2 separate regions of the Zea mays genome follow, and region 2 is linked to region 1. A link is a contact called in public Hi-C data. All regions are on one chromosome and are shown on one strand. Each heading gives the region's core, a stretch centred on a gene start, on an enhancer-like site or on the middle of the called end of the contact. The rest is flanking DNA. Distances are from core to core; before and after follow the strand shown. Region 1 holds the start of LOC103651743 (MAR-binding filament-like protein 1). Region 2 holds the start of LOC103649667 (cyanidin 3-O-rutinoside 5-O-glucosyltransferase-like).

Evidence for each region. Hi-C and Micro-C count contacts between places; a contact is called where the count stands out from the background.
Region 2: a contact with region 1 is called in a Hi-C map of tassel, with 4 times the contacts expected there. The contact joins the promoter of LOC103649667 here to the promoter of LOC103651743 in region 1. A contact is called at or near these places in 5 of 25 Hi-C or Micro-C datasets (bundle sheath, leaf, leaf mesophyll and 1 more).

What each region holds. Positions count from the first base shown.
Region 1 is chr3:9,382,484-9,387,316 of Zm-B73-REFERENCE-NAM-5.0, reverse strand. It overlaps LOC103651743 (MAR-binding filament-like protein 1), which reads right to left and starts at 2,188. Exons shown (of 3, transcript XM_020550091.3): 1 at 1,630-2,188. The coding sequence starts at 1,945. It overlaps LOC103643065 (FCS-Like Zinc finger 10), which reads right to left. Exons shown (of 2, transcript XM_008666227.4): 2 at 3,796-4,465. The coding sequence ends at 4,303.
Region 2 is chr3:9,541,677-9,547,178 of Zm-B73-REFERENCE-NAM-5.0, reverse strand. It overlaps LOC103649667 (cyanidin 3-O-rutinoside 5-O-glucosyltransferase-like), which reads right to left and starts at 3,047. Exons shown (of 1, transcript NM_001346927.1): 1 at 1,264-3,047. The coding sequence starts at 2,859. The coding sequence ends at 1,393. LOC100383188 reads left to right here. Exons shown (of 5, transcript XM_035966145.1): 5 at 1-859. The coding sequence ends at 238.

The sequences.
Region 1 (4,833 bases), core at 939-3,438:
ATGCCAGTTAGTTCCACGAACTTTAAAAATGCATTTTTAGTTCCTTGAACTTGTTAAGTGGCACACCGCAGTAGTTGGTATAATCCAAAAATAGACCTGTGATGCACTATTTTTACAAGTTTAGAGATGTGTGGTACATCCCTTAACGAGTTCAAGGACCTAGAAATGCATGTTCAAAGTTTGTGGACCTAAGTGGCATCCCTTAACAAATTCAGGGGCCACTGATGCATTTAACTCTTTTCAAAAGATTTTGTGGTAATCATAACTTCTATCTTTCACACATACTACACATAAGGTGGAAGTTCTAACCATCAATCTTATCCTCCTTAGGTCTACAGATGATGGAATTACGTCCGATCTTGAAAGTTTCGTAGCAATTCTCAGCTTCATGATTTACCCTTGGGGCATCAATCCCCTTTCTTCTAACAAACCCTTCGGATAAAAACATGCCATAAACTGCGGGAAATTGAGAAAAGGCGACATCTGGTCATGTGATGTAAACAAACTCAAATACCACTAGGAACATTTATGTGGATAATTAGTACACTATTCCAATTCTAGATTTTTTTCACCAGAATATTGAACTCCAAGGAAAACAGTCATACACTAATTCAAGACTGTGTGTTTGTGTTTCACAAATTTCCTGCAACACCTGTTGTCAATAACATAAAAAACTAGGGCCTGGATACCGATATAACTATTAGAAACCATTTGAAACCTTTCTAGAATTAGCATAGATTCCCACTAAAAATCATGTTGCTTTAAAACATTCCATTGCAGTTAATTACAGGATACATTCCATCTAAGAACAAAGCAACATCAAGCACACATATATCTAATGTGCAACATCTACTCTGCAATTGTTATAGGGTTCAGGTTTTTGAACGATAGGATTTAAATTGTTGACTTATCAACAGCAAGACCACCATTTTGTATAAGTATTTTATTACATAAACTTCAAAATTTTAGTTCTCTCATCAGTATGATTAATGCTCACAAGTGCCAACACTCAGGACAGCAACCATTGAGGAGCTAATGGGTTTTGACGTGTATAATCTGACATAAAGTTGATTGAAAGTTTGATTTTTTTAGAAGCAAACTCAACTCTGGGAACGGTTTTACCATCTACTAATTCTTCTTCATACATGCATGCCTGCTGACCTGCTCCAAAAAGGAAAAGCATGCCTGCCCCTAACATCAGAGTTGCTTAGCTCATAATCCTAGATGGATTCAATACCTAGTGTATTCTATATTCTTGCACCCACTGTCTCAAACTCTCAACAAAATAGTTGCAAATTCTCATTATTCTAGTCGGCAGATGCACATTTGAGCCAAGCACAAACAACTGATGCATTCCTATATAAGGCCGCAATGCAGCACTACATATGTAATAGGAATGTCCTCTACAGAAACGATGTGTCACCTTGATACTCTCACGCTCCTATATTGCAGAACAATTGACGTCTGTTAACATCAATCCACAGAATTGCATACGGATTTCGCTCGCAATTACTCCACAGCGTGACCAGAACCCAAGTATGACGGACGAGCGGACGACTGAGTGCGAATTGATAAACCAAAATTTACACCAGCACTGGCAGTGAATAGGATAGACAGTTAGACACTAACCCTTGACGAGGTCCACGGCCACGGGCGTGGGCGCGGCAGCAGCTTCACCGAGGCTGACGAATGGTATGGCCGAGGCGCCGAGGAGCACCACCCGCCGCGCCAGCACGTAGGCGTCGGCCGCCGTCGCAGCGGGAGAGAGACCGCCATCGAGCGGCGAGGCGGCCGACGCAACGACGAAGGCCCCGCCTCTCCGCGTGCGGCGACGGCAGGAGGTAGCGCCCGAGGAGGAGGACGACGACGACGACGACGAGGAGGCGTATTGGAAGGCGTGCGGCGGAGACGGCGACGGTGACGGCGAGAGCACGAGGTAGCCCATCCCGCGCCGGAGAAGCGAAGCCCTAGCTAGCTCACAGTCCCGGCGCTCACCTCCAGCGTGCTAGCGCGTTCGGAGTTTCGGGCGAGGCAGTGGAACTGGAAGTGGCTCAGGCTGTGCCGCTGTGGCGGTGAAGGCGCGGATTAGGGGCCAGCCATCCCGACGGAGACGGAGGCAAAAGCGCACGCTGCGAGTACGCGAGCAGGTGGTGGATCGCCACCGGAGAAAGGACATTTTTTGAGGCATGTAATTACTCTTCTACCCTCTAGCCTTTACTAATTACTATTCGCACGAAATCACGTGGCGCGCGATGCCGAGGGTAATTTGGGGTGTTAGCGAGTGGAGAGCCACCGGCCTTGTGCATAAAAGAGTGGCGAGACGGTAAATGGCAAATGCACCCTGCAGGAGGTTTATGTCGTGGCTGGAGGACGATGTTTTGGCCTTGGGTGGCTGTATCGCAAGGGCTTCTTCCGGGATTTCGTGCGGTCGGTGAGGGGGACAGGTCCGACGAGCAGGCTGATCCGGAGTGTGGGTGTGGGATTCGGCCACGTGGCTGAATGGGGCCCAGCCCACTAGAGCCGTGGGGGTTTCCTAGTGTTGGGCTTACGGGCTTTAGCTTGAAAAGGCCCAACTCATGCGGCTGTCTCTATCTGTTAGGTCTCGTATTTGGTCTTGGGCCTCATAGTGTGTTTGCAGCTCTACCAAATGGTTTAGTTCGACTTGTAACCAACCACTATATGATTGATATCTATACCACATACCACTATATAATACACCAGTTTAAACTTTATAAAACTTATCCAACTAAATCACTCTCACACTCATAGCTTACACTAAATCTATCAAACAAATTATAATCAGACTTAACACGCCATCAAAACTAATAATTCAGATCGCTGAATAATCTCCTCTCTTGCTCACTCAAATTTAATAGACGATATTATTTGGATCATCGGTCATCACTCTCAGACCCTCTCTCCCGCAGTGGCGGAGCTCTCATTATGACCGATTATGGCTACAGTCATACCTAAAATGCATTTTAGTGTAGTGGTAAGTGCATAATGGTTGCAATAAACATGTTCTAAGTTCGAGTTTAGAGCTTGCACAACATCTTTTTCTCTGTTTTTCTTTTGTCGGCTATACCAAATTATTATTTTATCCTCCGCCACGCGACCCCGCCGTCCCCTTTCCCTCCCTTCACTCGCATCGTCGCTATTGTTGATCACTTTTCTTTTTAAGATTATAGCGTTAGCATGGGCTATACGCTACTCATGAATCTGTAAAAAAATAGTATCAATCTTGTTGTAAGAGCTAGTTCGATAGACTTTTTTTTTGCACATGCAGTTGCAGGATCCAGTTGAAATGCTGCTGCGCCAAATCCGTCCGCTGGCTCCGGTTTCTTCCTCTGTCTCGGAGGCGGAGTTTCGAAATCGCCTGGTGAGGACCTGGGCCGGCGGCTCTGAATTCGATACGAGCCGCGCCTGCCTCCCGATTTGGTCCTAACGTACAACGCCTGCTCTGTTGTGCCAGTCAGCAGAGCCCATTTGGATGGGATCCGTGACTCCACCATGGATTTCAGCAACGCTACCTGCACCTGGCCGCTTTTCATCAGTGAGGGCGAGAGAGATTCGGTGTGCGTCACTGCCCTCGCCAGTAATAATGGGAACTTGTTCTTTCAGATTTTTAACACCAGCTTAGGATGGACTGACAGTAACGACGATAAAGGCTGCAATACGTATGGCACCCCATCAGTCATCATTCAGTTAGCAAACCCATCATCGCATGCCCTTTCTCCCAGGTCCTTCCAGCTCAAGCACCACCGCTGCACAGAGGAAAAGATCAAAAGAGCGATGGAAATGACTCAAAGCAGCTCGATGTCATTATCTCAGAAGACAGTAGCTGTGGCAACGCAATGCGATGCGCAGACACCGGACAGACACTGCTGCTACGAGTAGGAAGAAAAGCGAGCGAGGAAAGGGATGGCGGGGGCACCACCACTGCCCGGCCGGCAGCCTTTGGATCAGAACTACAGTGGCAGGCGACCTCCTCTCTCCTCTCTCTTTCTTTCTGAAAAAAAAAATAATGCAGATCTTCCGCAGGTTCCCAGGACGACTGGCGACAATGACCCACCATGAGCACAGCAGAGCATTTCACCGTTTTCTTCCTTCTCGGCTCCTCCATCACGTAGTACAGTTTGCTGAACCAAAAGCAACAGACTGGTGACGACGACGGCGGCGATGCGCACTGAACCGTGAACGAGATCGGCTAGGATCGCCTGTCCCACTGTCGTACTTGGAGGAGGGATGGAAAAAAACGCCTGCGGCGGCGAAACGGCGCGGTGGTGGGCCGGTGGGTGGAGGTCACGTCGCGACCACCATGCCGGCCATGAAGATGTCGTCGTTGGAGGACGACGAGGAGGAGGAGGAGGACCCAGGGGAGCCGCTGCTCGTGTTGTTCTCGGCTTCCTCCTCCAGCTGGATCTCCTGGTCCCGGCAATTGGCGCTGCAGAACGCCTTCTCCCCGCTGCAATGCAATGCAAAGCCACGCAACCAGAATCGTTAAGAGATATTATGAATCATAAGTTCATCACACGATGCCAAGAACAGTTACTCGGTTCGGTAGGATGGTTGAGTGGGAGGATGGATGGGCCAGTGCTATCGGACTGTGCAGCTAATCATGGCTCGATCGGTTTGGACCCCGCCTTTAATAAAAACCGATGGAATTTAGTAATAATTCATGATGTTGTCTACTAGCTCGGTTTAATATTCCATCGGCATCATCTGTTCTGTTCATTCTTAGGAAGTTTAACAATTTTATTTCCTCCGCCGAAAAAGAATCTGCACTGCTGTCAGACCAACAATGCACGGATCAGTTGGGTGCGGTTATACTTC
Region 2 (5,502 bases), core at 1,798-4,297, 160 kb before region 1:
GCAACCGTTGCTTTCTCTGATGATCACCAGCCGTCGCCTTCCTTCCGCCCTCAGAGAGTTAAACGGAGCGCATCTGACCATTGGAACACTGTCATTCATGACTGGCAGAACTCAAAGCATCTCTTTCCGGGCTCGCCCCCTGTTGATATTGAGGAGCTCAAACTGCGGGATGCTGCAAGCGCAGCACAGCACGCTGCTGCCATGGCGAAGCTCAAGAGGGAAAAGGCTCACTGCCTGATGCAGAAGGCTGACCTTGCCCTCCATAAGGCCACGGTAGCCCTCATGATTGCTGATGCAATCAAATCTTCCAGCAGGAACAAGTCTCGGGATTGCCGAAGGGGATTTGATGAATGAGGAACGCTGACTTTTTTTTGCCTTTTGCCGCGAGCCCTTGGCGTATACACACAACTTGAACTCGATGCTTTTGCTGATGATGGGAGCGTGTTTGCTTATCTAATGATCGAGTCATTAGATAGCATCCCTTCCCCCCTTCTCCCCCCTCCCCCTCCTTTGCGTCTCCTGTACATAGGTTTCTTTTCATCATTCTTTTGTGCTCTTTTACCTCCCGATTAACATATTGCCCGGTGATGAATGGGCCAGGTCACCAGGATGTAGGTTAGCAATCTGGCGTGTTGTCTGAACAGCGGCTAGGGAAGTGGCGCTTTACGGAGGGTTATGGTCCTGTTGTTGCACTGTGATGCCTTTACGACATTGCATATTCTAGAAGGAGCACATGGCATATCGTGGGTCAGTGGGAGCAGTGCCACATGACCCCTCTGGGTCATAAATAATCTATTTCCGATGGCTCATAGGTTGTGTTCGATGACCTAAGCCGTCGGAAATTTTATTGTGGTCAACATATAGTACTCATTGGAATTCTGGAGGAACTTGAACATGAGGTCCAACAACCTCTTAGATATATTTTCGATTCCTTGTGTGTTCTCCAAATATTTTGCATCCAATAAACTTACAAACACTTTCTTAAAAATTTCCATGTTTTCTCGATCCCTGTAGGTGCTGCGACATATGTTTGCCTGGTCCTACGTATCGATGATTGTTCTATGTTCCAAAGAGACCCGGCCTAAACTACCTGGTCTCTTATGGTCGCGTCTAGAGCTGGCCTAGTTCAAACAAAATGTGCTTTTCAAGTGAGACAGTGACTGCTCCCTGGTTCCGTTATTCACGTGATGCCAGCAGTTCACTTCACATGGACTCATAATATTAAGTGAGAATTATATAAATTATCACGTAGACACACACCTGCAGAGAATATCAATATTATCACGTTGACACACATGTTTGCACTTGCACATGCGCTTAGAGCAACAATTAATTAAGTACAGTTGTAGATCGAGTCCCATAACCTATGTCGACCGCACGAGAGCTGACGGCCTAGTTATTCCCGCCGGCGATCTGCTTGGCGACGAACGCCTTGAGGTTCCTCTCCGACGAGCCGCCCTTCGACGCGGCGGCGCGCGCCTTCTCCCTCCACACGGCGGCCTTGGCGCGCACCATGTCGGAGGTAGCGAGGTCGATACACCTCCGCAGCTCGCCGGCCTCCAGCACCCCGTCCTTGTCGCTGACGGCGGCCCTGACGCCGGTCCCGATCCTCTCCACCAGCCACGCGTTGGTGCCCTGGTCCGTCCACTGCGGCACGCACACGACGGGGACGCCGCACGCCGTGCTCTCCAGCGTGGAGTTCCAGCCGCAGTGCGTGACGAAGCAGCCCACGGCCGGGTGCGACAACACCCGCACCTGGTCGCACCACCCCACCACCATGCCGCGCCCGCCGCCGGCCAGCGTCGCGGCGTCGGCGTCGGCGCCCTCGCTTCTGCGGTTGTCCTCCCGCAGCACCCACAGGAACGGGCGGCCGCTCTCGGACATCCCCCGCGCCACCTCCTCGATCTGCCGCCTGCGCATCACCGACAGGCTCCCGAACGAGATGTACACCACGGAGCCCGGCGCCTGTGCGTCCAGCCACTCGAGGTAGCCCTTGCCGTCCTGCGTGAACAGGTCGTTGTTGCCGCCGGCCGCCGCGTCGTCGTCCAGGAAGGAGAGGACGGGGCCGACGGGGACCACGTCCACGCCGTGCTCCCGCAGCGACGCCACCGCCTCGGGCTCCACGGCGTCGAACGTGTTGGCCAGCACGCTGGGGCTGTCCTCGCCGCCGTCCAGCCGCCCGACGAGCTCGCGGAACGCGTCGGCGACGAACGCGTAGGGGTCGTCCTCGGAGGTGGAGACGATGAACGACGGCAGGTCGCGGACGCGGAGCGGCGGGAGGCCCGGGAACCGGACGCCCGCCCACGGGTCGCCGCCCGCCGCGGCGACGGCCGCGTCGACGCCGCCCGTGGCGCGGAAGAAGTGCAGGTAGACGGCGAGCACGGTGGCCGGCTGGATCCAGTAGAGCGCGGCGGGCACGGCGTGGGCGCGCGCCACGTCGGCCACCCACGACAGCAGCAGCGTGTACACGACGAGCGTGGCGGGCCTGCCCGCGCCGCGGAGGCGGGCCAGGACGTCCCCCAGCGTGCGGGACCCCACGACCTTGACCTGGTCCATGTAGCGCGTGGCGTCGTGCACGGCGCCGTCGAAGCCGTCGTCGTAGCCGTCGGAGTAGGGCACGTACCGCACCCCCGCGCCGTCGCGGTGGCCCTCCTCCGCGTCTGCCTCGGCGCCCGGGAACATCTTGCGGAGCGCGGACACGGCCGTGCAGACGGTGACCCGCGCCCCCGTGGCGCGTAGCAGGCGGCGCGCGAGGTGGCGCGCCGGGTTGATGTGGCCCTGCGCCGGGAAGGTCACCACCAGGAAGTGCGGCTCGGGCGCCGCCCGCCTGACGAGCCCCTCCTCTACCATGGCCGGCATTGTGTTGTGCGACGAGAGTCACGGAACAACAACAACCGTACCCCAGGTCCCCAGCAGGCAGCAGCTAACTGGTGGTAGCCTGGTCCTGGTGCTGCTGTTGCACGACAAGGCTGCTGCTGCTGGAAGCTAGCGCTAGCTAGTGAGTGAGGTCGATGGCTGCGGAGACGAGCGAGTGATGATGTGGTCGTGGGGAGAGGTGGGCGCGATGCCGCCTGTTTATGCTGGGGCGAGGACGCCGGTGACGCAAGCGATGAGGAGAGCGCGCGGCCGCTGGTGGTTGTCACAGCTCAGTAGCTCACAACTCAGCAGCAGAGGGAGGCCAGGCCAGGCCAGGGCCGCCAAACGCCAATGGCAATGCAATGCATGTGTGGTGCTATGCTAGCTTGTCTTGTTTTGTTTCCTAGTTAGCCTCCTGCTGCTGCATGGCGCAACTAGCATGCATGTCAGTGGGCAGTGGGCCAGTGGCAGTGTTTGTCTTGGCCTTTGCCTTTTCTGTTCTCTCTCGTGTCGTGTGTGTGTTGCGCTGCCGACTGCCGACCGAGGAGATGAATGCAAATGCAAATGCAATGCATCGAATTGCTGAAGTGCCATTGGGCTCTGACAGTGGCCGCCACCTTCCTCCTTTGGAAATGTTTACCGGATGGAATCCATGCATTTCATTTTTCATATTTGCCACATTCAGGAAAAAGGCTGACTTTTGAAAAGACAAATAGGCGCTTACTACATTTTTTTTATAAGATAGGAGGGGCGAGCCCCTACTGAAAATTTTTATTAAAACTTTAAAATAACAGAGTTAGAAGCAGACAGAAAAGAAGATTACAAAGGATAAAACAACCTAACTACAAAGGGAAAAAGGAAAAGAGACGAAGTCTATTGCCAAAGCTAAAGCCATGCAGGAATTGTCGAATCAAAACGGCCTTTAGCCCTCAGCATGACAAGATGAAGTTCCCTTGCAAACTCATTTTTGCAATGTTGCACAGTCGGGGCTTTATTCTGAAAAAGCCATGCATTACGGGTTTTCTAAATGCTCCAGTTCATGAGAATGACAATTTCCATAGAGAATGGAACATTGAGTTGTTGCATTAGGTTTACTGCAGCGGCCTCAGGATTAGCAATTCTGGGAGACGTCAAACCAATAGAAGTCCAGCAAGCCTTTGCAAAGTTACACTTGAGGAAAAGATGGTAAAGAGTTCCTTCGTTTTGCCAGATGCAGTTCTCACAAGTGTAGGACTCGAGGTTCATATTCTTCCTTTTCAGCATATCTCTTGTATTGAGTCTGTTTTTTAGCCAAAGCCAAAAAAGACCTTATGCTTTGGTTGACACTTGTTTTTCCAAAGCGATCCGAAGATCTGGTGAACCTGGGCCTGACCCATCAAATGCTTATACGTTTTTTTGTAGAGAAAATGTCTGCTCCCCAAATGAGTTTCCAAGTATCATTTGTGTTGTTTACCATGATTTGGCCCCAGGTTGCGTCTAAGTCTAAAAATTGTTCATGAGCTTGAACCGACAGAGGAAGCTGGAAAATTTCAATAAGTTGCTCTTTTTGGAGAGCCTCTTTGATGGACAGTTTGCTATTGCGGGCGAAGGAAAATAACTCAGGGAATTGATTAGCCGGGATGCCCGAATTCCACATATCTTCCCAGAAAAGAATGGTTCTTCCATCTCCAATTTTTGGAGCAGCCAGACCCTTGTAATCTTGGACAAACGTAAGTAAGCTTTTCCACCAAAAGGAGCCAATTTTTGAGCAACCAGGCATCCTGGTTGTCCTGTAATAGTTGCTCCAAACCAAGTTAACCCAGGGAATATCGTGACTGTTGAAGAACTTGTGTAAAAACTTCAGGAGCAAGGCTTTATTGTGAGTCTCTAGTCTTACCACTCCCAGGCCCCCATTTTTTTTGTCTGGGTAATCATGCTCCAGGCAGCTAGCGCAGGTTTCTTTGAATTGACGTCGTTCCCCCTCCAGAGACAGTGTTTCCGATAGGAATCAATCTTCTTAACCGTGGTCACCGGGATTTTCAGCGTACACATCAAAAAAGTCGGGAGAGCTGAAAAAAACCGAGTTAACAAGCTCAAGCCTGCCAGCCTGGGAGAGGAGGGCAGAAGTGCATGAAAGTCGCTTTTGAACCCTCTGAATGAGTGGTAAAAAGTGGCATATTTTAGGTTTTGAAAGACCCAGCGGGACACCCAGATAGGTAAAGGGCATTGAACCTATCTGACAGTTAAGAGTTCCAGCAAGGATCGCCATTTTAGCAGGACTGACGTTGATGGGGTACATACTTGATTTGTTGTAGTTCACCTTCAACCCCGTTGAAAAAGCAAAAGAGTTCAGGACAGCTCTTAGAAAGAATAGCTGTCTAGGGCAAGCTTCCAAAATCAGCAGAGTGTCATCCGCGTATTGGACTATCGGAAAATCTTGACCACAATTCTCTGGCAATGTGTAACACCCGGTTTTAAAGGACAAAGCCGGGTGCATCTCATACATGCGCCAAGAAGACAACATATATAATAACAGAGTGTATAGAGATAAATGTCATAAATCATCAGAGTATTTATTACATAGCGGAAGACTTATTACAAAATAAAAGTGTAAACATAAAACGAACTAAGGATCGTCGGCGCCAATGTCGACCGAGACACGCCACC